Regions from separate parts of the Mus musculus genome. Here region 2 is linked to region 1. Evidence: chromatin contacts called from public promoter capture Hi-C data. All regions are on one chromosome and are shown on one strand. Each heading gives the region's core, a stretch centred on a gene start, on an enhancer-like site or on the middle of the called end of the contact. The rest is flanking DNA. Distances are from core to core; before and after follow the strand shown.

Region 1 (6,441 bases), core at 1,063-3,562:
TTAGGCCAACCTGGGCTACATGGTAAAAAGAAAAAAGAAGTCTAGTGAATGTTGAGGTGACTTATGGAGGTCAGGGAGATCTCTGAGGCAACACTTGAATGACATACTAAGAATAAATGGCAGGCATACCGATGCGGGAGAAACAGAATAGAACGTTATTCCATCACAGGAAGGAGTCAAACCTGAGAAGCTGGTGCTTGTGTGTCAACCTGAGATCAAATGCAAACACCAAGAGCAAAGGCAGGCATGGCCAATGCTACCGTTGGGGAGCAGAGATCCACAGATTTGAGGGCAGCCTAACAAGAATGATGAACACCAGACACCCCTCTGTGGCATCTGCATTTTCATGGCCACAAGCACCCACACATGGGTGTGCATACATGCATATGGTACAAAACACACAGAAAGGAGCGAGGTGTTCTGCTTCATCGTGAGTCTGGAATTATATGATGTTATAAGTTATGCTATACATTTCTCTTTGCCTTATTGTGTGAGTTTTTGACTGCCTGTCTGTCTGTCTGTCCCCAGCATGTATACTGTGTACCACCTACATGTATATCCTCAGAGGCCAGAAGAGAGCATCAGATTTCCCGGGACTGGCATTATATACCGATGGTTGAAAGCTGACTGACATGTGGGTGTTGGGATCTGAATCAGGTCCACTGGAAGAGCAACCAGCGCTCTTGACTGCTGAGCCAGCTCTCCAGCCCTCTCTCTGTGTATAATGATGCTTGAACTATTACACCTACTTCTATCCCGTGACCCCCACCCCACAGGATTGAATTATAGTCTCGTACTATCACACCTGGATTGATGTGGTGCTGGGATGGAACACAGTGTTTCAGTCACGCCATTCCTGAAGGTATCGTTTCTGTAGCATTGTCTCGATTAGTTTTTGTCCTTCATTCTAGTAAGTTCTTCTATTGCTTAACATGATCTGAGAGACCAGTGTTAGGTATCTTCCCAGGAGGAAGATTTCTAAATTTGTATTTGAAAATTTTATTCTTTGTGTGTGAGTGTGTGTGTTACTCAAGTGTTTGTGGGTGCCAAAAGAGGTGAGAAGAGGGCATGAGAGCCCTGGGGCTGAAAGTACAGGCCGTTATGATCCTTCTGATGTGGTGCTGAGAACTGAACTCTCCCGTTCTCTAGGAGAGCAGAAAGTACCTTTATTTTTTATTTTATTTTATTGTTTTGTTTTTGTTTTTGTTTTTGTTTTTTGAGACAGGGTTTCTCTGTGTAGCCCTGGCTGTCCTGGAACTCACTCTGTAGACCAGGCTGGCTTCGAACTCAGAAATCCGCCTGCCTCTGCCTTCCAACAGAAAGCACCTTTAACTGCTGAACCTTTCTCCAGCTCCCAGCTCCAGGAGGGAGGATTTTTTTTTTTTTTTTTTTTAGCTTTTATACAGTGCGGTAGCCTTTGCTGGGCTAGAATAAGATATGGCAAACTGGTCTTGAACCACTGATTTTCCTACTTCAGAATGTTGGTATTACAGGTCTGTGCCATGGTGCCTGCTAAAGATGTATTATTGAGTAATGACTGTGAGTAATAGCCTGATCATATATTCTAGAAAAATCTACTGAGCAAGGTCCTGTTTTTCACCTAGTGAGGCCTGTATTCAGACAAGAGCCCAGGTGTAAAAGAAACAAAAACAAAAGAACAAAACAGAGATGTGAAGGCATGTCTTGGCTTCCTGTTATAATTTGGATTCACAGAGATTTCATTAGAATCCAGGAGTGGTGGCTCACAATATTTAAACCAAGGCCAGGAGGACTGCTGCGAGTTCGGAGTAACTCGAATAAAGAGGGACTCTGGCTCAAAAAGAAGAAGAGGAGGGAAAAGAAGAAGAGGGGAGGAGAGGAGGAGGGGAGGGGGAGAAGAAGGAAGAGGAGGAGGAAAGAAGAAAAAGGAAGAAAGGAAGGAAGGAGAGAGAGAGAGAGAAAGAGAGAGAGAGAGAGAGAGAGAGAGAGAGAGAGAGAGAGAGAGAGAGAGAGAGAGAGAGAGAGAAAAGAAAGAAAAAGAAAAGAAAGACAAACAGGGAAGACATTTCGTTCAGTTCTGATTTAATTTGAAGCAGCAAGGTAGATCCTCCCTTTCCTAGAAATTTGGAGGACGGATCCAGAAAGCAGGCACCCTACTCTGGTCCGGCTGTCGTTATGACAACCGCGTCCGGTGTCCAGTTTCAGACCACACCGCAGCCATCTCCCGGAGCTTCTATTGGTCAAAAGTTCATAGCGAGCGGCACCTTTTCACGTTAATTGGTCAGTTGATAGCAATAATGCAAAACCACCTGCTCCCATTGGGTGATGACTCAGAGTGGGCGAAGCCTCTGGGAAACTGTTGTGGTGGCTTCCAGGAGCTCAGCACAGGACCCTACCTACGGATATTTTGAAGAATAAAGGTGAGGGGATTAACGTGGAGGCGAAGGGGTAAGAAGCGGGGCAGCGAGAAAGGGAGGGATGAGATGGACAAATGTGGAATTCCCCGGACTCCTGTCCCACAGAGCGATGACCACGCCTGCGGGCTCGGGCACCGGTTATGGTAGTGTGTCCTGGTGGGGTCTGTCCCCGGCGCTGGACCTACAGGCAGAAAGTGAGTCTACCCTAAGACCACACACGGTCTTAGACAGAGGTGCCTTTCCTACTACAACTGTGGACTGTGCTCACAGCCCACAGCACTTGTGTCTGTGGTAGGGGATGCTGATGGGATGTGTATACCAACGTTCCCTAAATTAACTGGCTTGGGGAGAAGGGTTAATACTGAGTGCTATAAGGCAAAGGTATCGCTGTTTTTTGGAATCCAGGCTCGGCGTATCAAGCCTGCTGGTTTCTTAACTTCTAAAGTTAGCTAACTGCAGGAGAGACGAGCAGTCGACTCTGCCTGCTATCGTCTTGCCAGGTCCTCCTGTAGACCCAGATTCACAGTCGAAAACAGAGCGCAAGGTCCCAGAACTGGATGCCCTGCTGTTAGGTTCTGTGGATGGTAGACACATGCTGCGGACCCTGGCCAGGGCAGCGCTCTGGCCTCTCAGGAGCTTCAATGTGAGTTGGGATTCTGGGATCCTGGTTGGAGTGGAATGAACGGCCGATTCCTGAGCCTTTGAGAGAAGAGAGGATTGCAATGAAAGTTTCCAGGTCCTAGAGGTTAGGCTGTGGATCTGAAGAGTCTCAGACCTTGTCCTAGGGAAGTAAGGTCCTGGGATTTGAGGCCCCTGGGCTTCAGTAAGAGCGAGAGCCCAAGAATCAGGTCTCCAGCCGGGCAGTGGTGGCATATGCCTTTAATCCCAGCACTTGGGAGGCAGGTGGATTTCTGAGTTCGAGGCCAGCCTAGTCTCCAGAGTGAGTTCCAGGACAGCCAGAGTTACACAGAGAAACCCTGTCTCAAAACAAACAAACAAACAAACAAACCCCAAAAAATCAGGTCTCCAGAGTGAGTTCCAGGACAGCTAGGGCTACACAGAGAAACCCTGACTCAAAAAAACAAAACAAAACAAAACAAAACGAAACAAAACCAAAAACAAAACAAAACAAAAAATCAGGTCTCCAGGAGTGGTGTGAGGGGTGATCTCGAATCTAGACTTATGGCTTAAGAGAGAGACCTAGCAAGCTGGATCTAGTGGTTAAAGCCTGTAATCATAGTTGCTCCGGAGGCTGAGGCAGGAGAAGCATCGTAAGTTCAAGGCCATCCTGGGCAACAGAGAGTTCAAGGGCGACCTAATGAGACTATGCCTCACAATAGAAAGAAAAACAGGGGGGGGGGGGGATGTGCTGGGAATGGAGTTCAGTGGTGGAGTGCTGCTCTAACTTTTACAAGGTCCCTGGTTGGGTTCCATCTCCATACAGGGGTGTTGGGGGAGGCTGGTGTTCTGGGCTCCTAGGTCTGCAGAATTGTCTTGTCTGTCACTCGTGCAGTTTTATGTGCTGGAGAATAATCTGGAAGCGGTAGCCCGACACATGCTGATCTTCAGTCTAGCCCTAGAGGAACCTGAGAAGATGGGGCTCCAAGGTCAGTTGCTTAAGACTCTAGCATTCAGCCAGGGAGGTGGGTATGTCTATAATCCCAGCACTTGGAAGGCAGAGGCATGTTGTGTCCGGCCAGCCGACCACATGTTTTGGGTCCTAGGCTGGAAAGGCATGTTGGAAACCTGGAAGAGAAGAAGGGCTAGGCTGCGCGAGATAAGGAAGGAACCAAGACAAGCTTTCTGCTCAAGGTTCAATTTTAATGTCAGCAAACACGCTTTATAAAGAAAAGGGGAGGCCCGTCCCTGGCCAAGCAAAGTTCCTTTGAAGTAGATAGGTCAGCCTTTTAGTGGGAACTCGCAAAGATCGCAGTTCGGTGTTAACTCTGGAAGATTCTTGGAAGAGAACCGGTTCAGGCCTCTGGCAGGTTGAGCCTCAGGCAGGTAGTGGCACATCAAAGGAGCAGCACAGCAGGTGGCTCCGCTCAGGCGGTGGTGGATGGTCACAGCCAGCCTTGCTGGGCTGGAAGGAGGTAACAGAGGCAGGCAGATTTCTGAGTTCCAGGACAGCCAGGGTTACACAGAGAAACCCTGTCTCAAAATGAATGAATGAATGAATGAATGAATGAATGAATGAAACAAAAGACTCTAGCATTCAAATTCAAAGCTCCCACCCCCAAAGATACTGGCCTTCCAATGGTGTGATTTAAAGCTTTGGAGATGGGATGGACCTGGTAGTGCACACCTTTAACCCCAGCACTCCAGGGACAGAGGCAGGTGGGTTTCAAAGCGTTCAAGGCCAGCCTGGTCTACATAGTGAGATCCAGGCCAACCAGGGTTCATAGTGAAACCCTGTCTCAAAAATACAAAATAAATAAACCTTTGAAAACGTAGCTCAGCTAGTAGAGCGCTAGTGTGCACAAAGCCCCAGGTAGGGTGGCACAAGGTCACAGCTCTAGGGAGGTGGCCAAGAGGTTCAGAAATTCAGGTTGTCCTTAGCTACACAGTTTTAGGTTTTGTGGGGTGTATCACATGCCATTTCAAAAAACAAACAAATGGAGTCTGTGAAGATGGCTCAGCTGGTAAAGGTGCCTTCGATCAAGCTTGATGATCCGGACTTAATCTCTGGGACTATAAGAGAACTGTCCCCTGAAGGTCATCATCTGATACCCACACATGTGTTATAATAGGAACACACACAATAAATAAAATGTAAAAGGCAGAGAGAGAGAGGGGGGGGAGAGAGAGAGAGAGAGAGAGAGAGGAGAGAGATCTTCAGTTTTTATTTCCTATGTCATCCTTTGCAAAATGCAGATTCCACTAATGTGGGCCTTAATATATATTTATTTAGTGAGTGCATGTGCGAGCCACGGATTACAAGTGGAGGTCAGAGGACAACTCACGGGAGTTGGTTCCCTCCTTCTACCGTATGAGTCTCAAGGACAGATCCTTAGACTTGGCAGCAGGCATTCTTACCCACAGAGCCATCTTGCCATCCCCCACCAATAGGACTCCATTCGAGGATTCTATAGAAAAATGTGTAGTGTTTGGCTTATAACACCAGCTCAGTTCTCTTCTTCCACCACTTGTATTCATTCCAAAGTTCAAACTCAGTTCATCATCAAACTTGGTTGCAGGTACCTTTAACCCTTGCCCTCTGGCCCCCAGGTCCCATAACTCAGTACAGCTTAGTACATCTGAATAAAATTTTTAGGGGTGAGAGGCACTGGGGAGTTAAGACAGAGATATATTGTTGTAGATCAGGCTGGCTTGGACTTTTGGGAATCCTCCTGTCTCAGGCTCCACAATGGGAGATTATAGACACAAGTTGCTCTAAGCAATGGTGTTGTTTTTATTGTTAGTATAGTTGGTCATTGCCACTTGTAGCTCAGGGCATTGAGAATATATTGTTCTTAAACAACTCGAACTTAGTTTATCTGTAGCTCTCTTCTGTAAGATTTGTAAAATTCTAACAAATACACACACACACACACACACACACACACACACACACACACACCACACACACACCCCACACACACCCCACACACAAATAGCTCATTTGGTAGAATGAGCCCAGCACATGGAAGTCCCTTTGGTTTCATCCTTTTTGTTTGTTTGTTTTTGAGACAGGGTTTCTCTGTATATCCCTCACTGTCCTGGAACTTCTTCTGTAGACTAGGCTGGCTGGCCTCAAATTCAGTGATCTGCCTGCCCCTGCCTTCCAAGAGCTGGGATTAAAGGTATGCGCCACCACCACCCAGTGGGTTTCATCCTTAATACCAAATGAAAAAGACAAAAAAAAAATGGTGTTACAATATTAAATTATTTCATCTTTATTGTGGAGTTTGGGGTGTTTTGATTTGGTTTTGGTTTTGGTTTTGGTTTGCTTTCAGATAGTTTTATTGTATTCCAGGGGCTATGTCACCCTTTTCTGATCTCTGAAAAATCTTGCCCATGGTGAACAGATGTACACACTCAGGCA
Region 2 (6,441 bases), core at 2,934-5,433, 150 kb before region 1:
TAAATCTACAAAATTCCTCCCCGGGACAGCCATGGCTACACAATAAAACCCTGTCTCAAAAAACGAACAAAACAAAGCAAAACAAAAAAATACATAGTTTTGAAAAAATTTCACACATGTCTATAATGTAGTCTGGTTACTCTCCCCACATCTGTAATTTATTATTTGTATGTGTGTGTGCAGATGTGAGTTCACACGAGCGCATAATGTTTGTAGAGGACAAAGGCTAGCCTCTAGTGTCCTTCCTCATGAGCTCTCCACCTTGGGTGTTTGTTTTTGGAAACAGGGTTTTTCTGTGTAGCCATGGCTGTCCTGGAACTCACTATATAGACTAGGCTGGAATCAAGATACACCAGGATGTTGTAGATCTGTAACTGAGAGCAGAGTACATACTTTAAACTCAGCACTCATCATGCAGATATGGTCAAACTTCTGTGAGTTTAGCAAGTCCCAGGCCAACCAAAGCTATATAGTAAGACCCTGTTGTGCCCCCTCCACAAAAAAAAAAAAAAAAAAAAATCCTTAACTGAATCTCATCTTCAAAATTTCTTCTGGCATATAAGGTCATATATTTATAGGTTCTGAGAATTAGAGCTAGAATGTATGTGTGTGTGTATGTATGTACATATACATACATATATATACATTATATACAACACATATATGTATATGTATGTATATGTGTCTATGTATGATGTATATATGTCTAATGATATATGATACCACATAGTATAAATGTACATAGTATATTTATATGTATATATAAATATTAAACACATACACACCATGATGATAGCCTAGATGCAAGCTCCTTGCATATTATGAAAGTTACAGTATGATACATAGATACATATATAGAGATAAATACATTTGTAATAACCTATACGGAATGTGATCATATAGCTTTTCCATCTCTACTGAGATTCTTTAGAGTAAGAGGACTCCTATTAATAATAGCATATACCTGTAATCACAGTATTCGAGAGGAAGAGGAATTCAAGATCAGACCAGATATATAGCAAGTTCAAGACCAGCCTGGGCTACAGAGATCCTTTTTAAAAACCTAGAGAGGCCGGGCGTGGTGGCGCACGCCTTTAATCCCAGCACTCGGGAGGCAGAGACAGGCAGATTTCTGAGTTCGAGGCCAGCCTGGTCTACAGAGTGAGTTCCAGGACAGCCAGGGCTGTAGAGAGAAACCCTGTCTCGAAAAACAAAAACAAAACAAAACAAGAAAACCTAGAGAATAGGGTTAGGGAAATGACTTAGTTAGTAAAATATTTGTTGCACATGATAAGGGACCTGAGTTTGAGTCTCAGCACCCACAGGGTAGGTGTAGTAGTACATGGTTATAGAGAAGTGGAAACAGGAAGATTCTCTGGGATTCAATAGCCAGCTGGCATAATCTAACGGGCAAGCTCCAGGGTCAGTGACAGACCCTATCTATAAAAAATAGATAAAAATAAAAGGTAAGGCTGGAGAGATGGCTTAGCAATTGAGTTCTATTCTTTCAGAGGACCCAAGTTCTGTTGCCAGAACCCATGTCAGGAAGTTCTCAATTACTGGTAACTCCAGCTCCAAGGAATACAAAACCCTCTTCTGGCCTACACATATACACATACATAAAGAGTCTGGATCAGGTGAGATTGCTCAGCAGTGAAGAGCATCGCCTGCAGCCAGACAGTGGTGGTGCACGCTTTTAATCCCAGCACTTGGGAGGCAGAGGCAGGCGGATTTCTGAGTTCAAGGCCAGCCTGGTCTAGAGGACAGCCAGGGTTACACAGAGAAACCCTGTGTCGAACAAACAAACAAACCCCCCAAACAACAAAACAAACAAACAAACAAACAAACCGCACTGACTGCTCTTCGAGAGGTCCAGAGTTCAATTCCCAGCAACCACATGGTGGCTCACAACTACTATCTATAACAAGATCTGATGCCCTCTTCTGTCATGCAGATGTATATGCAGACAGAGTACTAATAAAAATAAATAATTTCTTTTTAAATACAAAAATCAAGCCAGGCAATGGTGGCAAATACCTTTAATCCTAGCACTTGGGAGGCAGACACAGGTAGATCTCTGAGTTTGATTCCAGCCTGGTCTACATAATGAGTTCCAGGACAGCCAGGGTTACACAGAGAAACCCATATCAAAACAAAATTAAAAACAAGATATTTGTTAACAGCAATAGTAAGAGTTACAGGGAACAAACCTTATCTTCTGGCCCACAAGGGCACCAAGCAGGTACATAAGGTGTGTATATATACACAAGTAGGTAAAATACTCATACACAAAATAAAAATGAATAAAACGGAGCAGGGTGAGTGTGCATACTTTTAAAAAATATTTATTTATTATTATACACATGTACACTGTAGCTGTCTTCAGACGCACCAGAATAAGGTGTCAAATCTCATTACGGGTGGTTGTGAGCCACCATGTGGTTGCTGGGATTTGAACTCAGGACCTCTGGAAGAGCAGTCAGTGCTCTTACCCGCTGAGCCATCTCGCCATCCCTGAGTGTACCTACTTTTAAGGCGTGTGAATATTTATGAGTTGTAGGGCAACCTGCTCACATCGTTCTGCAGGCCTGCCCAGGCTACATACTGAGAGCCTCCCCAAAACAAAACACCAAAATAAGGAACCATCTCCAAAACAAAAAACAAAAGAGGGGTGGGGTGGGACGGAGAGAGAGTTCAATGAGAGATATTTCAATGATTAGGAACTCTTGTTGCTTTATTGCTCTTGCTGAAGACTCAGGTTCAACTCCTAGCACCCAATTATGATGGCTCACAACCATCTGTAACTCCAGTTCCTGGCAATCCATCAAGCAAGCATACAGTGCACGCACATACATGCAGGCAAAATGTTCAGGGTCAGTGGTGGCACACGCCTTTAATCCCAGCACTCAGGTGGCAGAGGAAAGTGGATCTCTGTGAGTTTGAGGACAGCATGGTCTACAGAGTAACTTCCAGGACAGCCAAGGCTATACCGTAAAACACTGTCTCAAAAAACAAAACAAAAACTAACCAACCACAAACTATTTGTACACAAGTAAATAGGTAAGTCTACAAAAAAATTAAAAGAACAACAATAATTTAAGAGGCTGAAGAGATAGCTTGTCATTAAGAGTACTTACTGTTCTTGCAAAGAGCCTGAGCTTGGTTCCTAGCACCCATATATATATATATATTGGTTGTCTCATAACTGCCTGTAACTACAGCTTTAGTTTGTCCTTTGTCTCTGGCCCCATAGAAACCTGCATTTACAGGCATCTGCCTCCTCCCCTACTACATAATTAAAAACAATCTTTAAAAATAAAATCTAGCCGGGCAGTGGTGGCCCACACCTTTAATCCCAGCACTCGGGAGACAGAGGCAGGCAGATTTCTGAGTTCGAGGCCAGCCTGGTCTACAAAGTGAGTTTCAGGACAGCCAGGACTACACAGAGAAACCCTGTCTCGAAAAACCCAATAAATAAATAAATAAATAAATAAATAAATAAATAAGTAACTCTAAAAATATTTTTAAAATGATTGGAAGATCGAAGGTGGAAGACAGCTGATGTTGACATGGGACTTCCCACACACCATGCATAGTCACATGAAGACACACAACTCACACAGAGTATTCCACACTGAAACCGGTAATAAATGGGGAAACTGAGGCCTAGAAAAAAGTGAGCCCGAGTCTCAGGTTACAAAGGTGGGATATTAGGGGAGATATCCCGAGACTCTAGGAGCAAATGCAGTTAAAATCAGTTGAGTGAGGAACAAAACCGTCTGAGCAGCAGCAGCAGCAGCAGCAGCAGCAGCAGCAGCAGAGAAGGGGCGTGGCCTACGCAGGGGCGTGGCCGAACAGGACAAGCTGAAGTTCCAGGTACTAAGAGGCGGGACTTGACTGGGACAGGCCGAAAGGCCTAGAAAAGAGGCGGGGAATATGGGCATAGGCGGGGCCTATGCCTGGGAGGGGAGGAGTTCGCCATGAAAGTCCCTTGTTTGCTAAGATAAACAGAGGAGCTAGGGGGCGGGGCTTATAACAAAAGCGCGAAATGTAGGGGCGTGACAAAGAGAAAGTGGTGGGGGCCTAGTCGACAGAGGCGGAGCTAAGTGCCGCATCCGCTAAGAGGTGCTGCTTAGAACTGGGCAAACAGCTTGGGGTGAGGCACTTCCGTGTGAGAACTGCGTATTTCCGGTAAAGATGGCGGCGCCCAGTAGAGTCAGGTGCAGCCTAGTCTATCTTTAGGCGTGGTGGCAGCTCTAGACCCGGCAAGGTGAGATCAGCCCCATTGGGGCGCCCCTCTTCAAAGACACGGGAGGAGAATTGTTGCTAAGGAGACTGAGCGAAGGCTTGTTGCCATGGAGGCGGGGCAGTGGGGTTGCTAAGAGACGAGGACGCAAGCTGGGGAGCTTGGGGGGGCTCGTTGCCAGGGAGTAGGTGGGGCCTGTTGCTAGGGAGCAAGGAGGGACATCTGGATTTGGGCAAGGGTCCTGTTAGTATGAAGGAAGGAAAGGGGGCTATGGTTAAGGTGGTTGCAGGCAGAATGGTTTGGGATCATGAGAAGACTCCTAACACCTTCAAAACTCCACCTTCTCAGCAGACCTTCAAGAGTCGACCCATCCGGACACCATTGCTGCCTCAGCGGTGACCATCAATTTCCTTTAAACACATTCTTCCTTCACAGAAAGTCCATGGCAGACAAAGGCTCAGGGGGCAGTCGCCTCCCTCTTGCGTTGCCTCCGGCCTCTCAGGGTTGCTCGTCAGGGGGCAGTGGTTCCTCGGCGGGGGGCTCAGGCAACCCCCGGCCTCCACGGAACCTCCAAGGCCTGCTGCAGATGGCTATTACTGCGGGTTCTCAGGAGCCAGACCCCCCTCCAGAACCCATGAGCGAGGAGGTAAAGTATGAGGACCTAAGAAGGTTGGGTGAGGGTCCTGAGGATCTAAGTGTCTTGGGGAGAGTGGCTTAGTGAGCTACAAGCTGTTGTCTTCCTGGGTGGTGAGCTAGAGTCTAAATGTGGCATCATGATAGGGTGAAGGTCAGCTGTAAAGTGTCCGATCGCAGCCTTGTATTGGGAAGTCTCATGATGAGTGAAAAGTCTAAAAGCAAGCTGGGTTCTCTAGACCCAGGCAGAACTAGATTCAGCTTTGTCTCCACAAGTGTGACCTTGGGTATATTATTTAATCTTTCGAATCCTCAAGTGTTCGTTCATTTTTGAATTGATGGTGATAATAGTAATGATAGTGTCTTATCAGGCAATTCTGATGTTCCAGTCTATACTGACTCGTACACAACGTAGTTGGGTTTTGCCAGTTGCCAGCCATGACCTTGGTTGGGCAATTCACATCCTTTCTTTGCCTCTGATTTTTTTTTTTTAATCAATGAATTTGGAATAGCTATAATAAAACCTTACAGAATTGTCTTAAAGGTTGATAGGAATTTTTCATGTAACTTTTTTTAATTGACATTTACGATACATAGAATATTGTAGTAATTCAGTTAAGTTACAGAATAATTTATACATGTTGTGTCATGTTGTGCCAAGGTGGAAATAGGCATAGAGCAATGAGATAGTTTGCCCAAATTTGTCCAGGAGCGTGATTTCAAAGCCTTACAGCTTCTTCCCCTTTTCTTTCCTGTTTTGAGATTGCGGTCTCAAACAGACCACGCTAGCCTTAATGACCTTACCCTCCTGACCTTCCTGCCCCACCTCCAAAGTCTTGGACTTACAGATATATGGTAGCCATTTCAGTCCTCCTGAAGCGCCCTTTTGGGGACAGTGTAGTTTCTGGTCTTCCTCTGGACTCCTTTCTTTTGTTATCTCTTGTTCTCCTCATTCTCTATCTTTTCTGGCTTTTTTTTTTTTTTTTTTAATTTCTCCAGACGACAGTTGGCATGGCTGGAGAGCCCTTCTTGTTCCAACTTGGTAGCAAGTGCAGACCAGGGATACTATTCAAACCTCATGTAGTTCTCAGGACTTTTGTCACAATACAGAACCATCCAGCTCACCACAGCCTCCGGTTGTATAGCTGATCCTCAAACCTGACATCTTTTGGGAAATGGGCGGGACTTGTTGCTGAGGACAGAACCCCTGTATCAGCCTGACTCCTCTTTCTCCCCTCCTCCCTTAGCTCAACAGTTGGTTCTCTCTTCAGAGTCCAGGATCTGGCCATATTTCACACTGATACACAGATGAGGTTGTTCTTGAACTTGCTTCTGCCTCCATCCCACCCCGTGCTGGGATTATAAGCATGTGCCACCGAAACCTGCTCCATAAACTTTTCTCTTGCATGGACTACTTAGAATCCTAGTAAGCGCTCTTTCCCTGCTCCTATGCTTCTCAGTCCACCTCTCTGCCTCTCCTCGGGAGAACTCCCTTCCCAGCTCCACCCACTTCATTCAGAGCAGAATCTAGGCCTTTGCATCTGTTTGTAAGATCCAACTTG

Evidence for each region. Capture Hi-C pulls out chosen DNA fragments and counts their contacts.
Region 2: a promoter capture Hi-C map of adipose tissue shows a contact between it and region 1. The contact joins the promoter of Hspbp1 here to the promoter of Dnaaf3 in region 1. A contact is called at or near these places in 7 of 39 promoter capture datasets (the C10 cell line, the HPC-7 cell line, embryonic stem cells and 4 more), 4 of 484 Hi-C or Micro-C datasets (the G1E-ER4 cell line, bone marrow-derived macrophages, cortical neurons and 1 more), 9 of 115 datasets of contacts at active chromatin or transcription factors (bone marrow-derived macrophages, embryonic stem cells and pancreatic cancer cells) and 4 of 9 other capture datasets (adipose tissue, embryonic stem cells, liver and 1 more).

The regions. Positions count from the first base shown.
Region 1 is chr7:4,528,336-4,534,776 of GRCm38.p6, reverse strand. It overlaps Dnaaf3 (dynein, axonemal assembly factor 3), which reads left to right and starts at 2,312. Exons shown (of 12, transcript NM_001033548.3): 1 at 2,312-2,399; 2 at 2,502-2,590; 3 at 2,897-3,039; 4 at 3,910-4,003. The coding sequence starts at 2,506.
Region 2 is chr7:4,682,723-4,689,163 of GRCm38.p6, reverse strand. Hspbp1 (HSPA (heat shock 70kDa) binding protein, cytoplasmic cochaperone 1) reads left to right here and starts at 4,183. Exons shown (of 8, transcript NM_001360629.1): 1 at 4,183-4,270; 2 at 4,598-4,892. The coding sequence starts at 4,689.